Regions from separate parts of the Ovis aries genome. Here region 2 is linked to region 1. A link is a contact called in public Hi-C data. All regions are on one chromosome and are shown on one strand. Each heading gives the region's core, a stretch centred on a gene start, on an enhancer-like site or on the middle of the called end of the contact. The rest is flanking DNA. Distances are from core to core; before and after follow the strand shown.

Region 1 (7,803 bases), core at 2,303-4,802:
CCTGAATTTTGGGCAAAATGCTTTTATTGCTCTTTTTACTATTTCATATGAATATAACAGTTTCCCACAAATTACTCTCAATTTCACCTTTTGTCATAGAGTTTAACCCATCCTTTTCCAGGGGAGAGATACATTTTGTGCAATTTATTCAAAGGCATTATTAAGCCTTTCTATGTAAGAAAAGCTATCAGATGACTGAAAATCTTCTGAATCACTCCAATATCAAATCTTCTAGGAAACTGAAAATGAAAAGCAGTTCACAAATTTTGCATTCGCTTTCTGGTCTTCAGCTGCTTCTCCTGATTAGCTTTTCTGGCTGTAGCAAGGATTATTACTCATTAGTTAGATCGTTGGAGCTCACTGTAAAGTGATGCTTTACAACACATGGTTGATTTGTATGTTCTTACCAAGTTGAGTTCATATGGAATATTCACTTCAGGCCAGCAGACAGAAAAATTCCAATGACAAATTTCATCTCTAGAATGCCAGGGAAAATATCTGGCTGCATGCGTGGTTTCAAAAAGTGTGTATTGATTCAAAACATATTAAAAGCCTACCATGTGATTAAAATTGTATGAGAAATATAAAGAAGAAACCTAGGCCTTATTCCCCCAAGGAACTGTAATGGGAAAGACAGACAACAAACACAAGTTGAAATCAAGTAAAATATTTGATGAAATTAGGTTTGTGAAATCAGTGGGAAGTGCCATAAAAGTACAGAGGAAACACTGGAACATTACCCCAGCCACTTTCACACTCCTCATTGCCCACATTTCATCACTGGTTATGCAAAGGCAATGCAACCTCTTCTACATGACCTCACAAGTGTGTTTGAAGGAGAAACCATCAGAATATTCCTGTTGGAGAACAATGAGGTCTCTAAACTGCAAATATTTTATACGCCAACTGCAGAGCATTATTGGATGCCTATGGATGAATAAAATAAAGTGAGCCTTAGTTTACGACCTAATCTTACTTCCACGCTTTGAGAGAAGAAAGTGTGGTTGTGGAAAGAAAGCTCCTGGGGTCAGAGGGCAGATCCGCATTGTGAGATGACACAAGCAGGTTCACGTAGGACAGCTGAGCATGGGATCTTCATCTGTGAATGCATGTCTGTGAGGTCCCCTGCCAGGTCTGACATTCTCAAATCTCAAATAAGTGGATTGGTCAGGCCAGCCTGATTATCATTACAGCTTAGGAACTTTTCTAACTTCTGAATTTCCTAGGTGTATCATATAGGAGGAAACTTTGGTAACTGCTGAGCTCCACTTTATTGAAGGGGATAAAAATATTGTTTTAATAATTTGTCTCTGTGCAAAAATTATCAACAGTGAAATTTTCGGAATGTACTTTGTGTAGAGCAGCATTGGAAATCATTTGGCCACAGTCTGATCAACCAGGAAAAAAACTTTACTATGCAATGTTAATTTACCATAGCCAGTTTTCTTCCTCTTCTTGAAAATGGTAAAAAAAATTTTAGCATTTTCTGAATCTTAGAAAATGTTATTCTATATTCACTCAAAAACCCATGCTAACACCCAACAAATTCCTCTTCCCTGCCTAATAACTTTAGTGATTATGCAAAATATATATTCATCTAATTTACCAACCTTTATGGCAACTTTTGTATCACAATATAACATTGAACATAATTTTTCTTATTGAATTGCTGATCTTGACATTGTTTAAAGCCCTTCATTATTTCAGGAGAGTCAGTGGCTCCAAATACAATCCAAATACAACTCCAAATACAATTACAGTGCAGACAGAGCAACAATTCCTTGCATCTTGTATGGCAGTGGTCCCCAACCTTTTAGGCACCAGGGGATGATTTTGTGGAGGACAATTTTCCACTGATTGGGGTAGGGGGTGGTTTCGGGATGACTCAAGCACATTACATTTACTGTGCATTTTATTTCTATTATTATTACATCAGCTCCACCTCAGATCGCCAGGCATTTGACCCAGAGGTTGGGGACCGCAGTTGTAAGGCATTAGGTTGAAGTGCAACATTTTCTCCCAGCTGTTTTCAACTCCAGAGTACAAAGAATCACAACCCAGGTGGCCAAAGATCTGTTAGGGAAAATGCCTCAGGCCAAAGACTGCAAAAAGGAGATGTGCACGGCTTGGTTTTGCAAATATAAGCTTTGTGGGTTTTAAAGTTGGAAGAGAGCTCAAAGAGGAAACCAGCAAGTGCAGCTTTCAGTTTCTAGGAAGGAAGGACTCTGCTAAACCTGGACTTGCTATTTCAGTTCAAGGATGCGAGAAAATTAAATTTTGCAAAGTTGTATGTCTTTTAAAGTGAGTTTAATGCTATGTCTCAACAGGCTATATGAAAATGTGTATACAGTGTGCACTAAAATGAAGGGCTAATTTCCCTGGCGGGGAGGAAAGTGGGAGAGGAGAGAAAACAGACTCTATTCTCCTAAAAACTCTCCAGTCTGTCTCGCAGGCAACTACAGAGTAACAGTAATGATAGATGGCAATACTTTGACAAGACCCCGTACAGAGCCACTCAGCGGAATGAGAGTTAACCTCCTGCCTTATAACTTTCCTTATAACTTCCTCAGAAGAGGAAGCCAGAAGAATCAGAAAGCTTGACTGATTACGTTAAATTTTTTCATTTAATAGTTTCTTTAATTTGAGCGGAACTAACTCAATCCCACAAATGTCTTCTTCAACGTGAGAACAATCCTTTCGGGAACCACAAGGCGGCACATGTCACGCCGGAATTCTCCCAGAGGCAAACTGCCAGATTTAGGACAGTCCTTCCTCGGTCACTAACACGAACTGGTCTGCATTGTGCCTGGACTGACTGACCTTCGGACCGGTCGCAACACTTGCATTGGCACCACCTCATAGCAGACACCTAGGCTAAGGGCCCCCGGAGGTGGGCAGGCCAGGTATCATTGCCTTGGGTGCGAACGACGAAATTGCAGATGCTGGCAGAAGGCTCTGCTCCTCGTCATGCTGTTACTTGGCTGCAGATTCTAAGCTCGCCCGACGTGGGCATAGAGCCCCAGAAATGCTCTCTAGGGCCAGAGAGGAGCCCGCGGCCAGTACTTTCTATTAATCTTGGTAGGTGCTGCGCTCCCGCCGGCCTGGACATTGCATCGCCAAATGGAAGGGAGGGAATCCCTCTCTTCCTCCCCGAACTCCTTCCATCCGCCCTCTATTCCTTCCCCACAGACCTGCCGCCCACTCAGGCGGGACATCTGGATAGGTGATCTCGGGGCCAGGAAGCTGGGGCGTCACGGGATCTGAGCGGCTGGGGACCCTGGTTGCCCTCAGCACCTGGACCGGCCAGCAGCCGAAGGACGCTCGCGCTCGGCGGCGGGTTGAATCACGGGTGAATCAGTCCTTGCAGGGTCCCGGAGTTTCCTACTGGGAGGAGGCGGGGCGGGGTGTGGACTCGCCGGGGGCCGCCCACCGAGGCGACGAAGGCTGGCCGGGGGCGGGGAGTCGGGAGGAGAGGCGGGGGCGGACTCCGCACGGGCGGAGGCGCAAACGTGCGCCTAGCTCTTTAAAGCGCGGCGGGGACTGGCTCCCGCAAACTCTGGGCTCTCCACGTCCCTCCCGGTTCATCCTGCAGCCCCAGGTGCCTCCAGCCCAGCCTCCGCAGCATCCTCACTTCTCCAGCCTCCGGGGCTCAGCAGAATCTTTGAGACCTCGCCGTCAGCGCGGGGACATGGCGACCCCCAACGGGCTCCGGGTGCCCTGCCCCCAGGCCGCCGTCGCTCGGGCTCTTCTATTCGGCTTAGTCCTCATCCAGGTGGCCGGAGTCGCCGGTGAGTGGCACCCGCCTCGAAGAGCCCTGGGGTGAGCCACCGGGAGGAGGGAGGACGGGTCTGGCTGACCGCGGGCTCTCCCTGCCGCCCCGAGGTGCGGCTCGCCCGGGACCCGCCGCCCCTTCTGCTCGAGATGCTTGCCCTGGGCATCCATTGTTGCCTAAGTGCCTTTGGGGCTCTCGCTTTAGTTTCCCAGTGAGCCGACACCTTGAAAATGATGGGACAAGGCTCCGCACCTGCAGGGGTCGACAGGCAATGTTTGAATGTTATCCTTCATTGTATGTGGACTTTCCTTAATGAGAAACGGCTCTCGGTCTTCTCTTGATCGTCAGTGTTTTAGATTGGGTTAGTCAGTCCTTCCAAAATGGAGCAGGCCCTGTAAGCCTGTTCTGTGTGAGATGCAGGCAGAGACTAACTTTCTGAGAACTGGCAAAGAAGACCTTAACAATAAGGCATCCTAACCGAATACAGCCGACAGTGTACAGGCTTATTGTCTGCTGGGGTGTTTGTGGAAGTTTCTGAAATAGTGACTGAAATTATTCATGGGGTTAGATAAAAGTGAAAAAAGTCAAGATTTGTTTTTTATTGGATGCAGTCCTAACTCTTCCGACATATGTGGGCTTTGCCCTTTAACATAGTTTGCAGAAACCCATCCTAGCCGGCTTTCCTTGCTAAATTAAACCTGGAATCCTGCCCTTCCCCCTTCTCCAGTTGGTCCGTGGATACCCTGGGCCCCAGAAGGCTCCTGAGCTGTGCTTCCAGGTCGTTATCACAGGGCTTTCCCCGCGAATAATTTCATACAAGGACTTCAAGACCATTGTGTGTTTCCTTAGATCACCAGGTCGTCTTGCCATGAGGAACCTCTGGGTTTAGGAAAATATTGCCGATTTTTTTCTTATGATAATTCAGTTAAAGCTTTTGTGGTTAGGAAAATATTAATGTGAGGTTTATGATGATGGTACAGAGTGGGAATGTTTTATACCATCAACATAAAATTGTGTGCTGAGAAGTTCATGTAAACATTAAACTGTTTCTCTGTTGTTTAAAGGCACTACAGATGTAGTGGTAGCATATAATATAACTTGGAAGTCAACTAATTTCAAGACCATTTTGGAGTGGGAACCCAAACCCATCAATTATGTCTACACTGTTCAGATAAGGTAAGCTAGGTACCAAAGAAAGAAAAATAAGATTTTTGTTGTTTCCACTTTCCTGTGCTGAATACGGATGTCTTTAAAGCTGATTGACGGATGAAATTATTTAACAGATAACAGAGAATAAGAGGGCATTCATGGTAATGTGCTGGCCGGAGTCTGTAACACTGACCTTAAACTGATAGAATGTTTGGTTTCCGGAGATGATTGGGGAAATTTGTGAGTATAAGCTGTGGAGATGTGAACTTTCTTGAGCAAGCCGTGGTGGCACTGATAGATGTGGTCGTGGATCACTGATAACTCATTTCTCTGAGTACACACAGCCTTTTCTGTGCTGTCTAGACTGCCAGCTGGATCTAACATGTTAGAGAAGAGGTAGGGAGGAGTTTGGACGTATACGTTGCCCTTAAGCAGTGTTTGATTCATTACTCTTTGGATTCATGATTCAAAATTCCGTTGCATACATGACCCTGGAGGAGGTCAAATCCGTGATTCACTGAGCAGGGAAGGAATACACCATCAAGTTTTTGGTTTTAGCAAGTTTTTGGTTTCTGAAAGGTTCTAGGATGCTTGGTAGAGATCTTATTAAGTAGAGGACAGCAGCTATGGAAACTAAGACTCCTTGTAGAAGGCACAGACATGTCGCTGACTAAAATTAAAGGTTTTTTTGCTGTTTTGTTTAACTTGTACCAAGTCTTTTATAGCATTTGAAATGCAGCTCTTAAGTATGGAGTGGGTCTTTTAGGCAGATGTTCTTTTTTTTTTTTTTTCAACATCAACTTCATGACAACTATTGCCGAGTCAACAGGGAAGAAAATTTGTGTGTGCATGCATACATGCTTGTATATATACAAAGAAAGATTTAGAGGAATTTAAAAGTAGAGGTAATAATTACAATTATGGCCAAACTTGTCAAATCAGATTCCACTTGATGAAAGTTACTAATTCCACAAATGCAGGCAGGGCTGAAGTTTACCTTAGTAGACACTTTGTTTCTGAGTAGCGAAAAGATTTTAGGAAGGATGCTTACCTCCTAAATATATTGAATCTTAAGTTTGGTGAACGTGAGAAAACATATTTCTGATTTACCAGATTTTTAAACATTTAGACTGTCAATTCTGAGTTGTCAGACTGCAAAGCTACTGTTACCTAAGCGTGTCAAGTCTTAAGTTCTCAACTGCAAGGCTGCTATTATTTAAGCGGACATGGCCCCCGTGTGCAAACAGCCTAGCGCAGAGCTGCCCCTTGGGGGCGCCCGCGGGCCCTGTGTTGTGTCCGGCCCAGCGGGCCATCTATCCTCGTGTGCTGAAGGAACTGTGAGAGGTCCCAAGCCCCTGCCGGAGACCTGCACTCTTCCGTTACCAGCCCACGGGTAAATGGGATTCCTAGGTAAAGGGACCATAGTAGTCATTTTATAGACGAGGAAACCGCCTTGGAAAGGTAAGGGATTTACCTTGGTGTGCTTACAGCAGGGTCAGGAAGCAAGGCGCACCCCCACCTTCTCAGTGGGTCTGCGTGAGTCTTATGTGAGACTCCAGAGCCCGGAGGAGGAAAGAGAGCCGTTCCCCCTGGTCCCCTCAGTGCACATTTCTCCCTCCCGGTCCTCTTCCCTAGAGAAAGCATCTTGACCCGCGGCTCCTCCAGAGCCAGCCGCCCCACCACCAGCCTGTCCCCAGACACAAGGCGCCACAGCTGTGCCTGGAGCTCCAACTGCATTTTTCCCTTTTGGAAGCAGTTTTCAGTCGCAAAGTGTTACTGGCTCAAGCCTTGCCACCCAACCATCCCCTGAAATACTGGTTCCATAAATTCTAAATTGGAACTTCCAGAGCTTGTAGAAAATAACCTGCTCCTTAATTGGTGGGTCTGAATTCTGTTGGGATTTTTTAGAAGTTCAGGCGGGACTTTTATTATTTCCAAATCAGGAGATTTTGCAATACCCAGAGGAACCTCGGAGGCGTTTATAGTGTTAATGCTGATAATAGCAGTCAAGAGGAACTGACTGCAGAATTGCCCCTTCCCAACCAGTTCGCAGTACTTAAAAGCTCTATAACTTTTGGTGATTATTACCTGTGCTAGGTTTTTTCAGAGGTCTGTGGTTCCTCCTGTGAGCTGAAGGAACCGCAAATGCTATCTCTCAGATGGAATGTAGCCACAGCACCCAGAAGTGTTTCTCCTGTTATCTGAACAACTTGTTTGCCATAGCAGTGGAGAAGAATCATCAGGTGCTTGTTCACTTTTAAAAATAGAAATGATGCCGTTTTCAAAAATGCATTCTGGTCATTCTGGAATTAAGGCTGCATCTCTACTTTTATCACAGAAAACTAGAGAAATTCAAGAGTATGTAAATATATTTCTGTCTTAATCTTAGTTTGTGAATTTACGGACCAAGAGTATGTTTGTCCATACCCTCTTAGCCTGGTTATTTAGTTCAGACTTTTAAAAGATTCTTATTTATGATTCTTATGACTGGATTTAGACAGTTAAATCCATATGGCAGCTTGTTTCCTCCCCAGTTCAGCCTCTAAATGTAAACCATCTAATGCTCCACAAATCCTGGCCATGTGCAAGCCCTAAAGCCCCACTGTTGGAGGAGCACAGGGCTGGAAGTACCAGGCTCACTTAAGTGCTTTAATGAGATATCCGTGCTGGGGCCAGGGAAGGGAGAGATCAGTTCTGAGCAAGGAGATCTGGAGTTTCTTGTAGAAGGTGGGACTGGAGTGTGGCCTGGAATGACGGGCAGGACACTCTGGGGGTTGACGATGGGGAACAACGGAGCAGCTGTCAGCTCGCGTGGCACACTTGTCAGTGCCTCGAGTGGCACTGACATTTTTCTAGGAAGTGTTTCAGGTCTGCAGAATAGT
Region 2 (7,803 bases), core at 1,719-4,218, 89 kb before region 1:
CATACTGGTTTATCAAGTAGGTTCTGAGCCCAAAAGGCGGAACCAACTTGAAGACAGAGTTTGGGGTAAATGCATAGTACATTAGCATAGCCTAAGATAAACATTTCCACAAGAAAAAGGCATTTGTTAACTTCAAGTGAAACCAGGTATCATTATGACAACACAGAATTTTAAAAGAAACCTCCTTCTAAATTCATATAGGGAAGGAAAAAAATATCGCTAGTTTGTTTCCTCCTGCCGATTAAGAGAGATAAAATGTCTGACACTTGCAGGCTATTTCCCCCATTTGGAGACCCCTGGCCTTCCTGCCTGTTACCCTCTCAAAACTCCTGTAAGAGAATATAGGCAGTAAGCTCTTTGACCTCGGTCTTGGTAATAATTTTTGGGATGTGTATTATCAAGCAAGGGAAACTAAAAGCAAAAATAAACAAATGGGACTAGATCAAACTAAAAAGCATTTGCACAGCAAAGGAAACTATCAACAAAATAGGCAGCCTACTGAATGGGAGAATATATTTGAGCAAATAATATATCTGATAAAGGACTAATATTCAAAATATAAAAAAAAAAAACCCTCATGCAACTCAACATCCAAAATCCAAACAATCCAATTGAAAAATGGGCAGAGGACCTGAAAAGACATCTTTTCAAAAGAGACACGAAGATGCCAACAGACACATGGAAAGAGTCTCAATATTGTTCATCATCAGGGAAATGCAATTTAAAACCACAATGAAATATCACCTCACACTTGTTAGAATAGGGGGCTTCCCTGGTGGCTCAGAGGTTAAAGCGTCTGCCTGCAATGCAGGAGACCTGGGTTCGATCCCTCGGTCAAGAAGATCCCCTGGAGAAGGAAATGGCAACCCACTCCAGTATTCTTGCCTAGAGAATCCCATAGATGGAGGAGCCTGGTGGGCTACAGTCCACGGTATCGCAAAGAGTCGGACATGACTGAGCGACTTCACTTTCACTTTCTTGTTAGAATGTCTATTATCAAAAAGTCAAGCAATAACAAGTGTGGACAAGAATGTGAAGAAAGGGGAACCCTCATTCACTTTTGGTGGGAATGTAGGCTGTGCAGCCCACTATGGAAAATAGTATGGAGGTACCTCAAAAAAAGGTGTGGCTTCACGTCCCACTTCCCGCCTCCTTTAGGCTGAGCCCACCCTGGCTCCAGAAGGACACTGCCTTCCTGAATGCGCGCTGCTATCAGGAGGCCCAGCGCTGCTTTCAGGGCAAATGCGTGTGAACCACGGATGTACACGTGCCCCAGCCGATTCCTGCAAAGCCCCCATCTCTGTCTCTTGTGGCCGCTCTTCCCAGTGCACCCCTTCCAAGTCTTTCCCCACCTGCCATACAGGTCACAAGGGCATGAACTGCTGTATCCTTTCTCCACCTGTGGTCAGATCTGTGGCTTCGCAAGCTGTGAACTGACAAATTGCTGGGGGGACTCTCTTTCCCACCATTGTTTCACTGGGGAAACCCACTAACTGGTGCAGGGAGGGGAGGGGGTGCAGCAGCTCTGAGGCTCCTCAGCACCCCCTCCAGCAGCTGTGACCCTTGGCTAGCTGTTTAAGAAGAAAGTGCAAATGGACTGCAAGGGCAGGGCTGGCATGGCCATCAAAAGAGGTGGGTGCAATCCTGGACCTGCCTATGCTGCAGGCAACACACCCAGCCTGAGGATGGCCGTGAAGGTTTTAGGAGCTGATACGGGAAAGCACATTGTAAATTGTTAAGCTCTAAGTAAATGCCAGGTGTTGTTACCCAGCAAGGGACATGAGTCAAAGAATAAGGCCAGAAAAACTGTGTGATTCTTGTCTGCTTTACTCATGGCTGCCTCCCCAGCACCGAGAATGGTGCCTGACACATGGCTGGTGCTCAGTAAAAGTTTTTAAATGAATGAACAAACGAAGGCACTATCTATGCGGTCTTGGTGGTTTCTCCTTTCTCTCTTTTGACCTGTGGCATTTCAGACTTATCCCCCAAGAAAGCAGATGCTGTGGAAAAGTAGGAAAAGGTACTGGAAGAGAATGGTTTATTTCTTGCTGTGTGAATTTGGGCGAGTTCTTTATCACTCTGGGCTTCAGCTTCCACATCAAACAAATGGAAATGATAATATGACCCACAATCTTCATCCCAGGGGTCGTGATAATAGCAAATGAGAGCATTTAGGTTTAAAGGCTTTCCTGGGGCTTCCCTGGTGGCTCAGTGGTAAAGAATCTGCCTGCCAATGCAGGAGACATGCGATGGATCCCTGGTCTGGGAAGATCCCACATGCTTTGTAGCAGCTAAGCCTGTGTGCCACAACTACTGAACCCAGTGAGCCTAGAGCCTGTGCTGTGTAACAAGAGAAGCCACCGCAATGAGGAGCCCTCACAAAGCAACGAAGAGTAAGCCCCTGCTCACCACAAGTAGAGAAAAGCCTGAGCAGCAGCGGAGACCAAAAATAACCAAACATAAAAATAAAAGCAATGTTAAAAGTCTGTCCTATGGTGCTTTTTAAGGATACCTTGTTTTGAGAACACCTTTTAAAGTTATCCTGTACCGTGGATTACAGCAGCCAGAAAGGGACCCTTAAAAGACCCCTGTAGACCCTCAGCTAGGTTCCGCTAACTAGTCAGTCTTAAAGGTGAGAAAAAAAGAAAGACTTTTATTTATTGGAAGTTGCCTGTACTAAAATGAGTGGAGTCGTGTGTGTGTGTGTGTGTGTGTGTGTGGGGGGGGGGGGGGGGGGGTGGAAATTTGTCTGGTTAGAAATTGAATTCCTGGTCTGTGGCCAACCTTCCCTAATGATCCATATAAGGAAAGGGAAATACTCCCACACAGAATCAGTTTACAAAGTCTTGAGAAATCAATAACTCTCGAGGTTTATCTAACAAACACGCCCGCTCCTGACTCAGCCTGCTCTAGTCAGGAGCCTTTCGGGAACGCAGCGAGCTTCCTAAACAGGCATGAGAGCTCTTTTTTCATCACTGAAACACGTCTTCTGAGAAGCGGTGCTGAGCCCCAGCACACAGACCAGCTTGGACACACTCCATCCACAGGGCCCAAGGCTGCTTGCAGAGATGGCCACACTCTTATGCATATCAGGTTTCCCGCCTCCTCTCCTCCCACCTTTGCCCCTACTTGCTGGCTGGGCCTGAAGTCTCTTTGAGGAAAACACAGTTCATCACTGATGGTTGGAGAGAGAGCCCATGTGAACATACATACCCCAGAACACGGCTTACATTCCTACCAGGCTATCACCTGTCAGAATCTGAAGAAGAGCAAGGGACCCAGAAAGGGAAACTTAGGGACAAGGACAAGTTTGACTTTCTTTAGAATTTGGTCAAGCATCAGCTCTGGACCACAGTAACTGAGGCACTTTTTTGCCCATGTCCATCTCACCCATCCACACAGAACACCTTCCATCATTGTCTGCTTCTTGACCTCAGAGAGACTCAAAGAAGGTCCATGATCCCATAGAGTGTACCAGGCTCCTCCATCCATGGGATTTTCCAGGCAAGAGTACTGGAGCGGGTTGCCATTCCCTTCTCCAGGGGATCTTCCCGACCCAGGGATCGAACCCGGGTCTCCTGCATTGTAGGCAGACGCTTTACCATCTGAGCCACTAGGGAAGTCACCTTCAAGAAGACACATGCCCTCATTTTTAGCCTTTTGCCCATGAGGCCCAGGATGTAGGTTCATGGTTTGCTGTGCTGAACGGGGACATGAACTATGTAGGCACATGGAACTTCGGAGAAACCACTTGACCTCTCCAACCTTCAGTCTCCTCATCTGTAAAGTGAGGTGGTTAAACTGGAAAACTTCCAAGTTCTTTTCTAGTTCTAAAAGACTGCTCCACTCCCCAGGTCAACTGGGCCCATTTGGATTCAGGAGAGCATCGGTGATTCTGTATGTTGCCCTCCCAATAGAAGAGTCACAGGGCACACCCGATGTAGTCCTCTGAACCTCTACAATCGATTATGCATGGGTTCCCGGGAGCATCAGAGCTATCTGCGTTCCTGGTCTTTGAAGCTTTCTAGCTGCGTGTGACCTTGGGAAACCTTTGTACTCAGCTTCTTTATCACTAGAAGAAAGTGAAAGCTCCTACCTGGCCAAGTCAGTGGGAGGTTAGAGTTGATGGATTTCTGTCTTTCTTTTTTTAGAATAATACTTGGCTCATCACAAGGGAGCCAAGGAGTTATTGGCTCCCTTCCTTCAGTCTCGCTAATGGAGTCATATTGGGCTGAACGTGTTAGGAGAAGGTAAACTCCAAAAGTGCTTCACAGATGTATCAGTTAGGCTATTGGCTAAGCTGCTGTAACAAAGAGACTTAGAAATACAGTGGTCAAAATGTGTTCGAATTTAATTTCTTACTTATTAACAGAGGTCATAGCTAGAGGTAAGAGGTTGATGAGCAACTCTGCTCTGTGAAACTTTGATTTTCCACATCCTGCTGTTTTTCAAGACCAGCTCAGAGCCCATCTCTCTCAGAGACCCTGGGTCACTCTTGTCCACAAGGATCACGTGTAGTAAGTTCTCAACAGCAGACGCTGCACTCACTGCCTTGCAGGGCTGGATGACTGTGCAGGTGAGAAAGCTTTATCTTCCCCACCAGACTGGGAACCCCTTGAGGTCAAGGGTCATGTCTTCTTGACATTTGTCCTCATGATGCTAGCATGCGGTAGGCTTTCTGGGAGGGTTTGCCCGGGGGGGTGGGGGGGGGAGGTGGGGAAAGCATTCCTGGGAACTTCAGCCAGACACAATCATGAAAGCTGAGGTGTTTGCTTAGTCATCACAGCTACATATTTTTCAGATTAATTATCATGCAGTTTCTTCATATCTTCCAACAAATGAAAGAAAAAATGTGTACTGAGAGTGTGTGAAAATTAACTCATAAAAATCCCCAACTCACCACAAAATTTCAAGAAATGCCTTACACTTGAACATGGAAACATGGGTTCTCCTGCCGTGTGTAAGTGAAGAGCCTTTGGGTGGCCGAGCTGGCTGGGGTGCCCAGTGGAGTGAATATTTTCACCCTATGGGAAGTTTATAGAATCAAATTTCATAGTGGAAAGACTTGCTGCAGTGGTTAGTTGTGAAAACTGCCCCCGTTTAACTGGTTTATGGCTAATCCCTGGCTTCCCCAGTGGCCCAGTGGTAAAGACCCTGCCTGCAACTCAGGAGACATGGGAGATGTGAGTTCAGTCCCTGCGTCGGGAAGATCCCCTGAAGAAGGAAACGGAGAAGGACAGCAAGGAGGCTGGCGTGGCTCTGCTGGTGGAGCGGAGTGAGTAGGGTAGTGATGTGGTCAGACAGGTCTGGAAGCCAGACTGCGTAGGGTTCGGAAGGCTGTGATGTACTCAGACAATGTGCTATATCAGATGAGAGGCCATCCGAGGGTTCTGACTTGGGGGAGGTGAAAGTTTAAAAAAAATCACTCTAATAAGTTGAGATCAGACAAAGGAGTCAAAAGTAGAAGCCAGAGAGCAATTAGGAGAGAATTGCAAGGAGGTGATGGTGCCATGAGGCAGCTTGGTAGTAGGAGCGGGTGAGCAAGGATCTTGTTCTGAATATATTTTGTAGGTAGTGCTAACAGGACTTGTTGACAGATGTAATATTGGTATGAAAGAAAGAGAAGAGTGAAGGTTGACTATGAGGGTTTTGGCAGGCTGGAGCTTTTCAAAAGTACAACATGCTATATTCTACTGAAGTACAATATGGGACAGTAGATTTGGACACACCAGGTGTGAGGGGCTGGTTAGACACCAAGTAAGGTTGGGGCTTGCTGGATAGTGCTAGTGGTAAAGAAGCCATCTGCCAATGCAGGAGACATAAGAGTCTCAGGTTCGATCCCTGGGATCAGGAAGATCCCCTGGAGGAGGGTATGGCAACCCACTCCATTATTCTCACCTAGAAAGTCCCATGGACAGAGGATCCTGGTGGGCTACAGTCCATGGGGTCACAGAGAGTCGGACACAACTTAGCAACTAAACAACACCAAGAACAAGTCAAATATAGTTGAAACCAGTGCTACAGCAGTGACTTCATGTCAATGACATCATGTCATTTAAGAAATCTTTACTCATTAAATTTAACAATTAAAAAAAAAAAAAAGAAATCTTTACTGAGAGCCTGTTACGTGTGGGCTCTTGGAGCTGGGGATAACCAGCCAGCCTCCGCCCCCAAGAAGCTTCTATTACACTTGAGGACAGTGACACTACCTGACATGTAAATAAATACCCAAGAAACGCAAATTCAAATGGCTACAGATGCTGAGAAGAAACTAGAACAGATAAAGGAAGAGAGGAGCTGTGGTTTCTCTGAAGACATACCATTTGAGCTGAAACCAAGGTGATGAGAAGGAGGCATATGGTATTCAGGGAAGGAGGGAGCGTTCCAGGCCGAGGGCGCAGCCAGTGTGGAGGTCTGAGATGGGAACGTGCTTGGCTGTGTCGGGACGACAGAGTAGACAGCTGGTGTGCCAGGGACACAGGGAAAGGGGAGCTGTGTGGGGACAATGTTAGAGAGGTGGGCAAGGGGCGGTGTGGTCCAGATTGAGCCTTGCTAACTTGGCAAGAACACTTGGTTTCATTTCCCAGCAGGGGAGTGGTGGTGGGCTTCAGTTTATCCTGACGGCTGAGTGTGGCACGGCCTGTGAACGAACAGGGAAACAGGCATGAGGAATGTCATAAGTGATGAGAGCAGAAATGGTCACGTGAGGGAGGGCCTCAGGTGATCTTTGAAGACCTTGCTGATGGACTGAATGAACGAAGAGGGAAGTCTAAGATGACTTCTAGGTTTTGGCTTAAGTAATGGAATGGCTGCTGGTGCTGGTTACAAGACAGGGGCAGACTGGAAGAGGGCCAGTGTGGGGGAGAAATGAAGAGGTCCACAGTGACGATGACTATAAGATGATGGTAAATTTGAGATGCCTGTTAGTCACCTTGCAATTCTGTGTGTTATCTGCAAAGGAAGTCACATATACATTCAATTAATAACTGTTGAATGAGTGAGTGGACGCAAGCCCTTTTTAGATGAGGGAGGCCAGACTAGGAGTTAAAGACTGGCGACTCAGAGTGATGATGCTGACGTGACACAGTGGGAAGTCATGTCCATGGTGTTATTGTGATCATCTGGAAACAGCGATCTCTCTTTATAGGTGAAGGCTTTATGTCAGGGAGACACTGCAGAACCAATGCGCCTGCCCCCGGGGGCAGATCCAAACCTGTACCTGTGCTTCTTCCACTATCCTACACCGCCGGCTGCTGAAAAAGCTGCCACAGAACGTCCCACGTGATGTGGAAACAAGTGCGGCCCTTGGGGACAGGATGGGTGACTCTGGCCAGACAGAAGCTGGGGACCCAATGCCAGCCAGAAATGGTTGGGGCCATCAACCATTAGTAGGCAGCCCAAAGCTGGCCAGAGCTTCCAAAAAGGACTGACCCAGCTCAGTGACAAGAGTGATAACACCCTCAGGCAAGGCTCCTCTCCAAGCCGAATGAATCAGAAATACCTTAGGGGGAAGGTTAGCTCCAACTTCAGGAATGGAATCCAGGCCAGGTTTCTTCTGCAGGAGCCAGGCCTCTTCTCTGGGCAGTTGACTTCACTAGAGCTAATTAATGAGCGGGGAGGAAGGGTGGGTGTGGTCCCTGACCAAAACTATAGCCTCTTAAGTCCCTGTCTTCAAGTCTACAATCTTACAACTCTTTCAGAAGGAGCTGAAGAGCCTCTTGATGAAAGCGAAAGAGGAGAGAGAAAAAGCTGGCTTAAATATTCAAAAAATGAATTCCATGGCATCCAGTCCCATCACTTCAT

Evidence for each region. Hi-C and Micro-C count contacts between places; a contact is called where the count stands out from the background.
Region 2: a Hi-C map of tail adipose tissue shows a contact between it and region 1, with 2.2 times the contacts expected there. The contact joins the enhancer-like site here to the promoter of F3 in region 1. A contact is called at or near these places in 4 of 16 Hi-C or Micro-C datasets (liver, mixed tissues, skin fibroblasts and 1 more).

What each region holds. Positions count from the first base shown.
Region 1 is chr1:71,641,679-71,649,481 of ARS-UI_Ramb_v3.0, reverse strand. It overlaps F3 (coagulation factor III, tissue factor), which reads left to right and starts at 3,552. Exons shown (of 6, transcript XM_027972225.3): 1 at 3,552-3,788; 2 at 4,837-4,948. The coding sequence starts at 3,689.
Region 2 is chr1:71,730,451-71,738,253 of ARS-UI_Ramb_v3.0, reverse strand. The region is part of intron 1 of LOC132658019 (a long non-coding RNA gene); the gene reads left to right. It overlaps LOC132658017 (a long non-coding RNA gene), which reads left to right. Exons shown (of 3, transcript XR_009596958.1): 3 at 7,701-7,803. Among named protein-coding and RNA genes, the nearest start is that of F3, 88 kb to the right of the region's middle. Within about 2 kb of position 2,968, at least 15 of the 54 cell types and tissues checked have an H3K27ac peak or open chromatin away from gene starts, as enhancers often do. A contact at or near this core is called in tail adipose tissue, where this site is marked.